2 separate regions of the Mus musculus genome follow, and region 2 is linked to region 1. The links are chromatin contacts, called in public Hi-C maps. All regions are on one chromosome and are shown on one strand. Each heading gives the region's core, a stretch centred on a gene start, on an enhancer-like site or on the middle of the called end of the contact. The rest is flanking DNA. Distances are from core to core; before and after follow the strand shown.

The links. Hi-C and Micro-C count contacts between places; a contact is called where the count stands out from the background.
Region 2: a contact with region 1 is called in a Hi-C map of embryonic fibroblasts, with 2.9 times the contacts expected there. The contact joins two enhancer-like sites. A contact is called at or near these places in 1 of 15 datasets of contacts at CTCF or cohesin (the NIH/3T3 cell line), 1 of 484 Hi-C or Micro-C datasets (embryonic fibroblasts), 1 of 115 datasets of contacts at active chromatin or transcription factors (neural tube) and 1 of 9 other capture datasets (adipose tissue).

Annotation. Positions count from the first base shown.
Region 1 is chr8:61,602,020-61,608,289 of GRCm38.p6, forward strand. The region is part of intron 10 of Palld (palladin, cytoskeletal associated protein); the gene reads right to left. Among named protein-coding and RNA genes, the nearest start is that of Gm35254, 15 kb to the right of the region's middle. Within about 2 kb of position 4,877, at least 210 of the 459 cell types and tissues checked have an H3K27ac peak or open chromatin away from gene starts, as enhancers often do. A contact at or near this core is called in embryonic fibroblasts, where this site is marked.
Region 2 is chr8:61,800,399-61,806,671 of GRCm38.p6, forward strand. The region is part of intron 2 of Palld (palladin, cytoskeletal associated protein); the gene reads right to left. Among named protein-coding and RNA genes, the nearest start is that of Palld, 99 kb to the right of the region's middle. Within about 2 kb of position 3,568, at least 41 of the 459 cell types and tissues checked have an H3K27ac peak or open chromatin away from gene starts, as enhancers often do. A contact at or near this core is called in embryonic fibroblasts, where this site is marked.

The DNA of each region.
Region 1 (6,270 bases), core at 3,627-6,126:
AATCTGCCTGCCTCTGCCTCCCGAGTGCTGGGATTAAAGGTGTGCGCCACCACGCCCATGCCTGGTGACCACTCTCATTTTGAGACAGACAAATTATCACTTGGTTACCTGATTTTGTGCAAGAAATCCCTAATTTTATTTTCTCAAAGTAGACACTCTTCCTCAGGCCTCCGGTTATTCTCAGGAGAATTATCATCTACTTGGACACTTTCAAGACCTGCATAAATCCAAGCTCAAGCTTTGGTTCTGAATCCCAATGTTGTCCCCCCACCCCTGTCCCCGCCACAGGTGTTTGACTCTGAGCAAGTTGTTTAATGTTTCTGGATATAAGTCTCATCACGTGGCAAAACAGGCACAGTTCTGCTGCACACTTCATGGATTGCTGCATGGATGAGAAGAAATGTGGGGGAGCCCAGTGTAGCCGGAGGAAGGGTCACCCTTGTCCCTGCTGTTATTACTGGGAATGTGACAACACCAACCAACCACGGAGTTGGTATTCTAAATGGGTAAGGCAAACTGGCAAAAGTCTTGCCTGTTCTAAGTCAATGACACGGGCCACCAAAGTGCCTCCAAATTCTTGGTTTGTCAAAATAAGATGGGTGGAAGTGCTGTTTAAGTTTACCACAGAAGGGAAGGGCAGGGAGCAGAGATGGAAGAGAAAAACACCCATTAGGGATTTAAATATTGTGTTCAGCAAGGGCCCATGCTCTGCCATTAATTCCTTGTGAGATCTTGTACAACCCACTGGTCCTGGGACTTAGCTTACTTGCTTCTGTCTTTGTTTCTCTGTCTCTCTGTCTCTGTCTCCCTGTCTCTCTGTCTCTGTCTCTCTCTCTTTGTGTGTGTGTGTGTGTGTGTGTGTGTGTGTGTGTGTGTGTGTGTGTGTGTATGTCTGGGGAAGAGCATGGTGACCAGAGGGCAACATTGTTGTCTCTATTGTGTTCTTTTTTTTTGTTGTTGTTGTTGTTGTTTATTTATATGAAAATTCAAGCTTACCTAAAACTTCCACATTTAAGATATATATCCGTAACTTTATTTGTGAGTCTGTGTGTGTCTGTTTCTCTGTTTGTGAGTTCCCTTAGAGGACAGAAGAGAGAGTCAGATCCCCTGGAGCTGGAGTTACAGGAAGTTATGAGCTGCCTGGGGGCTCAACTCAGGTCCTCTGGAGAGTAGTAGCAAGTGCTTTCAACTGTGAAGCTAGCTCTCTATCCCCACACCTTTCTTTGGAGACTGAGCTCCAACTCCCTCTTCTCACAAGCCTAGAATTAGACTATACTGGCTGGCTGGCACCCCAGAGATCCACATGCCTCTACTCCCCAGCAGTGGAATTACGGCCACTTGTTTTTTGGGAGAGGGGTGGGGTAGGGGGCTACTTAACAATTTAGATTCTCACACTTGTGTGGCGAGCACTTTATGAGTTATCTTCCACGTCCCTGGATTTCAGCTTTCACATCTGCACTGTAAGAGGCAGGTAGAGATTGCACCTAATGCTCTATAATTGCTGTTATTATAATCCATCACAGGAAATCCCATGGAGATATACATTTTTTGTTTTGTTTTTTTTGTCAGGCTCCTCTTCTGTTTTTTGACACTCCGGTATGCTAATAACTCACGTACTATTTTAAGTCAATTAACTTTCCTTTCTAAATGGAATGATTCAAATGATTGATTTACATAAATTCCTTCCTAGTCCTATGGAAGTCTTTATGTCTTTTATAGCAAAGAAATTATCCAAACTGATAACATTATTATTACTCAATAACATTACCTAACTCTGATATTAAGTGAATTTTGCATTTTAACATTAAATGCATGGCTCCCTCTGAGAAGAGAGTCTAGAATTCTGGGATCTTGGTATCAAGCAGGATAAGGATGGGTGTGATGGTTTGCATATGCTCTGCTCAGGGAGTGGCAGGATTAGAAGGTGTGGCCATGTTGGAGTAGGTGTTTCACTGTGGTTATGGGCTTTAAGACCCTCATCCTAGCTGCCTGGAAGCCAGTATTCTGCTACCAGCCTTCAGATGAAGATGTATAACTCTCAGCTCCTCCTGCACCATGCCTGCCTGGGTGCTGCCATGCTCCTGCCTTATGATAATGGATCTGAACCTCTGAAGCCCCAATTAAATGTTATTAGACTTGCATTGGTCATGGCGTCTGTTCACAGCAGTAAAACCCTAACTAAGACAATGGGCTTTCAGACCTGCTTAGTCCTGTATCCACCCTGACTACCTCCAATACTTTGCATGGTTCAGAGCTCTACTGGGGAATCACAGAGACAGGTCACCAAGCCTCTACAGCTACATTGCTTTGTGACTACGTTTCTCTCAATGTACAGCTATTTCCCTCAAAGTGACTCACTAGGTCAGAAGGCAAAGCCATTCTATCAGTGATTGTCCATTTTAATATCATTTAACCACAACTTTTTGGTTTATATTTTCTGGACAGATAAACTCTAAAGTCAGGAATCTTCTTCTGGAAATTGCCTCTTATTTATTAGCCTTTTTATTGTCTTTGGAAAAAAAAAGGATGTGCTATAAAATCACTCAAATAAAGACAACAAAAATATATCTGTAGGCATAACACACTAGCCCTCAACTTTCTTCATCCCTTGCCCCATCCAGATCTTTGGATTCCAGCAGTATAACTTTACAAGATAACCTTGGAAAATTATACCACTGATCATAAATATCTTTGCCTTCATAGTATTAATCAGCACTAATCTTAGTTGTTACATAACACTCCATTAATTAAAACAAGGAACTTAGCTATATTTTGGGCTATTAATTTTTAAAAAATTGTATGTGTTACATTAAACATTTTTAGACTTTTACATTTTCCCTCTTTTGAGTTATTCCCTCAGTGCAAGGGCAATAGTGGTTTAAGAAATACGATGCCTGGGACTGGGGGGTGGTTCGATTGGTAATTAAACCCCCAGAACCCACATAATGTACTCAGATGTGTTTGTTATCCCAGTACTGGGGAGGCAAAGACAGGTGCATGAATCCCTGGGACTTGATGACCAGCCAGCCTAGCCTACTTGGTAAGTTCCAGGCCAGTGTGAGACCTCCTGTGGTTTGAGTAAGAATGGCTCCAATAGGTTCATTTATATAGGTGTGGCCTTGTTAGAGTGGGTGTGGCCTTGTTGGAGAAAGTGTGTCTCTGGAAGTATAGCTTTACATGTGGGGTTTTTGTTTTTTGACCTTTTTTTTTAAATTAAAAAAAAATTGGTATTTTATGTGGTATTTTGCCTGAATAGGTATCTTGCCTGAATATGTTTGCAGTGCCCATACTCCTGTGCATATGCATGCGTGACCACAGAGGCCATAGGAAGACATTGGGTCCCCTAGAACTGGAGTTCAGGCAGCTTTAAGTTGCTCTGTTGTTGAACACGGGTCCTCTAGAAATGTAGCCAGAGCTCTTACCCATTGAGCCACCTCTTCAGTCTCCCTGCTAGTTGTTTTCATTGTTGTTGTTGTTTGCTCTTAAATATTGAGTCAGTTTATGAAGCATTTCTAGGCTGCAGTTGACCATCTAAAGGAGACAATTTTGAGTATAATAGTGTCTAATTTCCATTTTCAATTCTCTGACTGTGACTGTGACACAACCCTTGCATGTTACAGAAGAGTGGGGCAGGTGGCACTAAGTGAAGATTATGTTTACATTTAAGGAGGTGTAGACCCAGGATGTACTTAGCATGCTACAGTCATCTAAAGGTGGTGGTCAGTCTTTGGGGTGTTGAGACTGTTTATCGCCCATCTGTCAGATCTGTGCCCAGACTCTTCTAGTTCTTATTAGATAGAGGTCTAATACGTCCTTATTCAAATGTGGGTGGTCCCCCTGTGTATCTGGAGTGGGAAGAGAAGAACAGATCTGTTCTCTACCCTAACTTAAAGCTGTCAAAGGACTTAGGTTCATTCAAGATTTTGAAAAAGCTAACTCAGGACCAATGCCTTGTATTCCTCATTAGCTGTGTCCATTTAAATAGGTTTCTAGTTATCAGGAAAGAAATTCCATAATGTTGGGTTTGTGGCACCAACCAGTGACAAGAACACAAAGCAAATCAGATGGCATTTCTTATTATGCCTAGGAGTATTTGAAACTCTTCTTCTCAAGCCATGTCCTGTCTAAACCATAGTGTAGACAAATACTAATACTACTACTACTAATAATAATATTAGTCCTCATCCATACTGTCATTCATAATGTTGCTTTGGGAAGTCTGGAAGGTGGTATTTTGAAGACACACAATGGAGGTTCTCTTCAACAACTTCAGTAACAACTTGCATATTTAAACTATACACAGTAAGGAACTCCTAGTACATAATGGATACTTGACTATTAGGGTAAGTAGTCTGCATTGTTTTTAAAGGATGCTTAAAGTCAAGGTTTAAGATAGTTAAACATTGTCTTTCAAGGTTCTTAGTAACTTCAGTTATTTTCATTTACAAAGTTTTAATAGTTACAGATAAGAGAGGGCCCACGGAGTTTCCCAGTATTCATCTTGTGTGTTTTTGTGTGTCTCTGTGTTACAAGATACAGTTTATTTATTACTTCAGCAGTTTCTAAGAGCTTCTAAGCATGTCTGCAGTTGTCTACAAAATACCACAGAAAAGGCTAGACACAGCCTGTATGTTTCTATGTTTCACCACTGTTTAATAGCTAGAGATGCGTTCACTGTCGACTTTGTGTGTGTGTGTGTGTGTGTGTGTGTGTGTGTGTGTGCGTGAGAGAGAGAGAGAGAGAGAGAGAGAGAGAGAGAGAGAAATTCCTTTGCCATTCTGCCGCATTTCTTTCCCTCTCCCAGATTGCTTCCACTCTGACACACTTCTATTCTGAAAGATTTCAGCATCGACTTCCTTATTTGGTCGCTGGAACTGCTCTTTGTCTCGTTCAAACATTCTGCTAAGCTTGCAGACTGCCTTCATCCCCGCCCCCTTGCCCACTGCTCCCCCTTCACTCACACACACACACACACACACACACACACACACACACACACACACACACACGTAGCTGGCTTCCACTGTTTGCTCTGACTCAGCCTTCTCTGAAGTTCATTAGCCAATCAGCCACCAGTTATGCCCATTTAAGGAGTACCTTCTGCAAATCAAAAGGAAAGAGAGTTTGGGAGGATTGTTACTCTGCAGCAGTCACTGGAATTCACCCCAAAGTGTGTATTTCACACCGCTGCTTTTCTCATGTAATAAGGTATGTATTAAAAAAGAAAGAAAGAAAGAAACCAACCCCAGGTAAACCGTAAAATAACCCAAACCCTCAATCCTTCTCACCCCAGGCTACTTAATTAAAGGTTAATGGCAGCATCCTGCCACTTAGCTCTGGCTGACAGAGTGTGATCTGGTTTGGTTTTCAACTTTCTCCATGCCAAATGTTCCAGCTAATACTTTAAGAAAATATGTAGCACAGGCTTAAGTGGCTCTGCCAACACATAAAGTAAAGGTCTGTGCTCCTAACCAAAGGAGACACATTTCCAATGAATTCTGTCTCCCTTGCTCTCTGGAGTTGAGAACAGCCAGGCATCCGAAGCAAGCGTGGAAGAATCCTTCCTGGCCTCTCAGCTTGGATGTGTATGGAAAAAAGCTCCCCGCTCTACATTCCCTATTTAAGAAAGAAGCTGCCCCAGCCCCATCCAATAAAACAGAGTAGTGTTTCCTTACGTATAAACAACCGAGAAATTCCTCCCAAGCAAGCACACAGCCTTTTGGGTCTTGGAACAAAGTGGCCGGTGGTATTTATTATGTCAAATAAACACATCATCCACACTGCAAAGGGGAACCTGAAACAATAAGCTGAACAAAGCAGTTTTCCAGCTTTTATTCCCTTAGCAATTAGCCTTTGTCTAACTGGACTGAAAAATTAAGAAGGAACAATATTTTTTTCAAAAGGTACCCTTATGCAATTAATATCCACAGTTTGTTCCCAAGGCTTGTTCAAAAACAAAAATAAAAACAAAAACAAAACACACACACACACACACACACACACACACACAAACACACACACACAAAACAAAACCAAAAAACCAAAACCAAAAATGGAGTTCACTTCCAGAGGCTAGAAACAAAAATATACAGGATATACTAAAGTTGGTATTATTTCTTATTTAGCCACCAGTAACGATCTTTTTTCTTCCTTTGTCCATTGTGGTAGTTGCTGAGGCCTCATTATTTGCCAGGCTTTGTGCTAGATGCTGCTACCAACACTCAAAGCTACCAGTCTGGTCATTGCACAAAGCATACTGAAGGACCCAGA
Region 2 (6,273 bases), core at 2,318-4,817, 200 kb after region 1:
TTTTGGCTCCTTCTAACAATCTTTGTACAGTTGACTTTTTTAAAGGAAGGGGGAGAACTGCATTTTGTGCACATGTAAATCTCAGAAGCAAAGCTTTGATCAGGTGATTGGTTGGCATGGTCCTAGACATATACGACTCTTCAAGCTTTTATAGCACATATCTGTCAAGACAATGACCTAGATTCTTCTTCAAGTTTGATCCTGTAAGACTTGTTGTCCCACAAAGTATAATAACACTATTATTTTTATCTTGGCTTTTAGACAGATCAGGCTAAGAGGAGGTTTTTTTTTTTTTTAATGTAATACTTCATGTTGCTACCTTTGAAAGAATGATATGGAATCTAAGCAATAAATCATAATAAAGAGGAGTCAGTATCAAGTAGAAAAATCAAGTGTGATACCTTACCTGATTTTTTTCCCCTACAACTTGATCCATAGGCATGATAATTCATGAATGTTAGAAGCAGATTAATTTATTAATTTTTATATTATTTTTAAGTTGATTTTCAAGGCACACTTTAACACAACTTAGCTAATATCTTTTAGGGCTCAAAATAAAAGTATTTCCATATACTTAAGGTTCTAGGTAGAATTTCTCCTGATTTGGGCATGATCTCTTTCCCTTAAAACAAAGTTCTCTTATGTGAATTTGCTATGTGTTATTGGGAATGCTCTTCATGAAACATATAAAAATTTTAACAGCATAAGAGTAACCTTACCATTGCTTAGTTTACATCCATATATTGGAAATTACTTCTCAAAACAAGTGACTTTAATTAGTTTACAGCCTCATCTCTTGTTAATTTTTTTCTCTAAAGAAAACATTCAGTGTCAGAAGGTTACTATCAATTCCATATTGAGTCATTATCAGGAAAAGGAAGACTAATTAAGATCTTTTAGGAAATAAAATATAAAATCTCAAGTTGGGAATTTTCAGCAAGAACCATGCCTAAGTTGAACTTCTCAAAACACAGTTCAAAGGTTACAGCAATATTATATAGAAATAGAATTAATAATACATAAATAATACCAAGTTCAATGAATGTCCAGTATTAAGTTCAAGGATGTAGATGAAGTGTCAATCAAACTCAGTTTGCTGTGGTGGTTAGAAAAAAAAATTATAGAGATAAAGATGGTGACTTTTTTCTTTGTTTTATTTGTCGAGGATCTTCTATACACCAGCCTGATTATACGTCTACACCTCTAATTCTCACTTCAAAGTTTTAGGGAGGTGTTATGGTCTCCTTTTCATTGGGATCACTGGGATTAGGACCTATTCCCTGTTTTGTGTAACTCATCTTACCCACTTGAAATGTTACTAAAATATCTCTGATGCCTTTGTGTGTGAGGGCACTGTGGTGGTATCTCTCCTTGCAAGAAGGTGAAACGGTATCACTCTACCGGCAGTAGAGCAATCGACAGCACACATTGCTTCCTAGATTCTCCTTCTGCATAAACACAGGAAACTCTTCTACACAGATTTCAACTCATTACTCACTTTATGATGTTCTGTCCCTCTGAACCCAAGTACACTCTTGTTTACTTATATGCTAGGCTAACTGTTCCTAAGACTCTAATGCACCCTGCAGACATGACTTACAATTCAGCCAGTCCCTGTACATACTTTTCAGAGCACTAGGGATCATCACAAAGACTCGTTCTTACTAGAATAACAAAATTCAAAACCTTACTACTTAAAATACACTAAGAGTTTGATAAGTCACATAAAGAAAAACATATGGCAATATGTTATTGTTATATAGTTATTATACAGAACGAGAGTACTAACCTTATGGATTTCTCATGTTATTTTAATAGTTTGGTACTAACTGGTCTTGAAATTATTTTTCTGAGGAAAAGTATTATTTGTTGGAAAAAAAATACATAGATACCCATTGGAAGCCAGCTGACATTAAGACTTTTATGGAGCAGTTAAGACTTCTGGTCAACCTGGGGAAAGAATTTGGAGTTAAGTTTGCCAGTTCTGGGGGCTCTGGCAAATCCTCCTACAGTTTGACATTTAGTAAGAATAGATTTCCTTGTAAAACCTGCTAAAAGACTGGTTTTAGATTCAGGTTGACATGGGACAAAACAGAGGCAGCTCGTGTGTATGCTAAGGGGAAGTAAAATGAACCATTAGAAAAAAAGCATTGGCTGAGATTTCTCAGAAACCTTTAAGAACTTTGGCACTGGATGGGGGATGGAGGAGGGCAGGGAGGAGAACAGGCTTGATTCTCATGGTTTCAGAAGAGTCTTTGATGATATCTGGATTTCAGTACAGTTTGGCATCAGACCTCTCACCCTCAAGAATTCCCTAAGCGTTTCTTTCTTAACAATAATACAGAGCATCATCTCTGGATTAGATATTTAAATTTGTTTCTCTTTCTTTCCCTGCTTTTGAATACAAAGGTAGGGGCTTCATATATTTTTTTCTGCACTGGTGGGAAATGGCGATGGGTCCAATGGACTGAGTACCCCTAGGAAAGGTCTCAAGGCTACAAGGCCTTGATGCAAAGCAGATGTATCAATAGTCACAGGAGGAAGTGGATGGGGAATAGCTTTAAAAAAGAGATGATTCAGAATTCTGACTCAGAGGGATTTGAGCCAATTTCTGACCTCATCCTGGAGTCTGACAGCACCTGGGCTTTTTGAGGAGTTCTATCTAGACTGAGTTTAGGCCACACCTGTCTGGCCCAGAGGGGAGAAGCTGAGGAAAGAAATCTACCTGCAGTGGAATGCAGCTGCTCCCATTAGATCAGACAGGGGATCAGACTGATAACTTCTCGAAGCACAATTTATCATACTTCCAATCAGGAATAACAAATTCTGGCACATCTAAGCACTGTAAAAGGAATACAGACTTCACTGGGTTAGGGCCAGCTTTTATGAAACAGTACATTTCTGCTTGGTGTTTCTAGTGAAACCTTCCTGTTATCTATGATTGCTGTTTTAGGAAACTTTTACTTTAAGATTGATATTTGGCCCAAATATAGACACTCACTATTAAGGTGCAGATAAGATGCTGGAAAATTCCAAGAGCCACCTTGCTTAAGGTTTCAGATTCTGGGTTTCTGTGGAAGGGAAGGTCTGCAGGACAAAATTGGCTGGAGGAAAGTAATTTTACTTGAAGAGAGTTTTAGTAGAATCGTAACATGCTATTTTTCAAAACACTGCACTTTGTAACTCTCAAAAACTGATTTTGTGAACTAACCCAAGAAGTATTGTAACTGGGACCTGCCTCCAAAGTTTCTAAAGTTATTTTTTGCCTTCATTAACATCAGCAGACAACGCACCTGGGGATTCCTGGCTTTAGAAGGCTCTAGCTTTTCTTGAAGCCTCAGCATCAAGAATCTGTTTGTAGCTCCAGAAGTTTAGCCCCAAGGGATTTTTTTTTCTTCTACAAATCTAACCTCCCAGGACTACCAATGATCCTGGGAGGAATTTGGGCTTAGGATCAGTAGGGAAGAAAAGCAAATCAATGATTCAGAATTGCACAAGTGTCTGAGATCACTGTTGATAGGAATGGACACTCCACAGGCATTCCCAGACCACATGGAGTCCGTTCCAAATCTGTCCGTCAGCATCAGCTTCACCTTAAGAGTGACTCAACTCTATTTCTGCCCAAATGACTGGTCCTGGAAGAGGCACCAGGAAAAGAGCCTCTTAGCACTGTCCTTGGGGGTCTTATCTTCCACCCATAATTCTTTCCAACTTATAGTCACTTACCACATGACACCCAGCTTAGGTGCCCTCTCTGTATTCTTTACTTAATGAGTCATCTGAACATTGTTAGGCCAACTGATGGCTGGGCCTTGGCTGTTGAAAATTTTGCCAACCAGGATTGTAGGTTTTTGTTTGGGAAAGGAGAAACAGGGCAAATCTTACAAGCTGGCTAAGAGAACTGATACACTCAAGGAGTGATGGTCTACAGGAAAAAAGTTGCTTTCAGGGCTAACCTTAACCATTTCCAAGATAATGTGGTTGGAGAAAAATAGAAAAGTCGGGAATGTTGGCATTTCTGCCCTTTGTAACTGCTGGTGTATGTAACTCCTGAGCCCTAACGCCTCTCTGAGCTTCTGCATTCCTGGCAGAGCCTATGCCGGATGACAGTCTTTCTAGAGAAATTTGGTGAGCTCTCTGCTGCTGTAGCCAAGCAGGGCTGCTACTGAATGATGTAAGTAAGCAATTGCTCTTCTTCAAGGGAAAAAGCAATATGATGGATCCTAGTAAAACAAGTCTAAGGTGGAAACTATTTTAGTTTGTATGTAATTGTTCATGTACCACCACCCCATTCAGACAAGGGCCTACCAGGTTCATGCTGGCCTTGAACTCAGTATGAAGCTTAGGATAATGTTGAATTTCTGCTGTTCTTGCTTCCACCTCAGCCTAGAAGTCTAAGCATGTGCAAGGCAAGCTTAATGGATTGTGGATCACATGGATTGTGGATCATAGCAGATACACCAGGATTGCTTAACTGCAGGGCTCCTGACAATCTTTGTTTGTGGTTGGGACAGGATGGTGGTGGAGTTTCCAGTGCGATATGATAGGTTTAGCAGCATTGCTCTCCTCCACTTACTAGATGACGCTAGTACACTTTTCTCCCAGTATTGACAAGCAGAATATCCCTAGACATTGATAAATGCATTGGGGTGGTGGGATGAACTGCTCTGTCACAGATGTTAATAACCAATCGCCCTGTGGTCCAAGGGGCTCCTGGTCCTATCTCTTTGGCCCAAGGCGATATTTGAATTTTCTTAAAGAATTCTAGGAGAAAACATTTTTTAAATCCACAAAAGAATTAATGGAGAATCAAGAATGTAGACTGTTAACAAGGTTTTAAACTCCTTTAGTGTTGAAATGAGGTCGGTTCCTAGATCTCAGGAAGCAAAAACTCAGGGATTGATAAACTGATGTTAGGATCATTAGGGGTGTTTTATGACTGGAGTTGTGATTTTAATATATAACTGCACACTGATCTGGCTTACATTCTCACTTGGAAAGTCCATAAATCTCTGGCTACCTCTATTTTACTAGATCCAATGTAAATGTAGAGATTTGGTTCTCTATTTGTTTGCCTGAATTTTTAGAAGATCAACTATAGGAAAGCTAATTTGGATCAGCATCAAGGTAACAGTGAAGTCTATACTATGATACATAAAGGAATTTCAAGCCAATGTTCAACTGTAAGGCTATAAAAATGTTCTCTGTGCTCTTAAGACAGGCGTTGCTGTATAAGCTTGGGACATTTCCAGTTCCTAATGGTTTACCATGACTTTGGAGAATATTAAAATCAGTGGGTAGAGGATCTCAGCTTTCTTTTCTTCCAAGGTTGGAAATAATACTGTGAAGAGCCCTACTTGGGTGGAAAATGCCCAGCTACCCCTGTCGCCTTGTAACCACAGTCTCCTGAGGATCAGGAGAAATGATGGGCTATACTGTAACTTTGTTCAAGTGCTCAAAGCTCTGACTAACTCACATTGTTTAAAGTATATTTCTGTTTAGTCTCAGAGAAAATGATAGAATATAAGCCAACAAGCAATACTCACATGGCATCTTTGATACAGAGAAATCTATGAGAGTATTACTCTATTGGGTTCTACGGAATGGGATTTAATTTAGTCAAGAATGTCTTACTGACATTCTATCAGCAGGGAGGACAGGACCCTAGAGCCAGTGATTTCAAATAGCATGTCACCATGAGAAAATGGCAAATGTGCTCTCTCACGAATCTAGAGGGGGTTCCCCTTACATCATTTCTCCTATATTGCTTTGAAAACTTAAATCTCTACACTGTGTAGGCTACTGGTTCGGCTCCAAGCCAAGGAGTGGTTCAGAGGCAATGTGTTCACATGCTCTCTCATTTGGTATCTCAGAAAATAGCAGCTTGCTCATCCTACTGGTCTTGCACACATAGAGTTAAATGACATGATAGTTACATGCATGGTGCTGGACAAGGGTTCCCGGCCTCACATTCTTTCCATTTTCATCCAAGAGTTCTATGTGTGTCATCATTACTGCACAGGGGAGCTATGGAAAGGCACTTGTTGGTTGTTCACAAGAAAATCTTTGTAATGTTGGGTTAATGGAGAGGGGAGGGGTTTCAAAGCTCATTTCTGGGGCAGTAGAAATTAGCCCTTTGTTGTGGACAGCAGAAGTCAACCACATTATAGCTGAAGACACGATCTGAGTCACATCTCTGATGGCCTCATCTGGGAAACACATCAGCAATATCTCAGGTCTCTCCCTTCTTCTGTACTGACAGGCATAACTGCC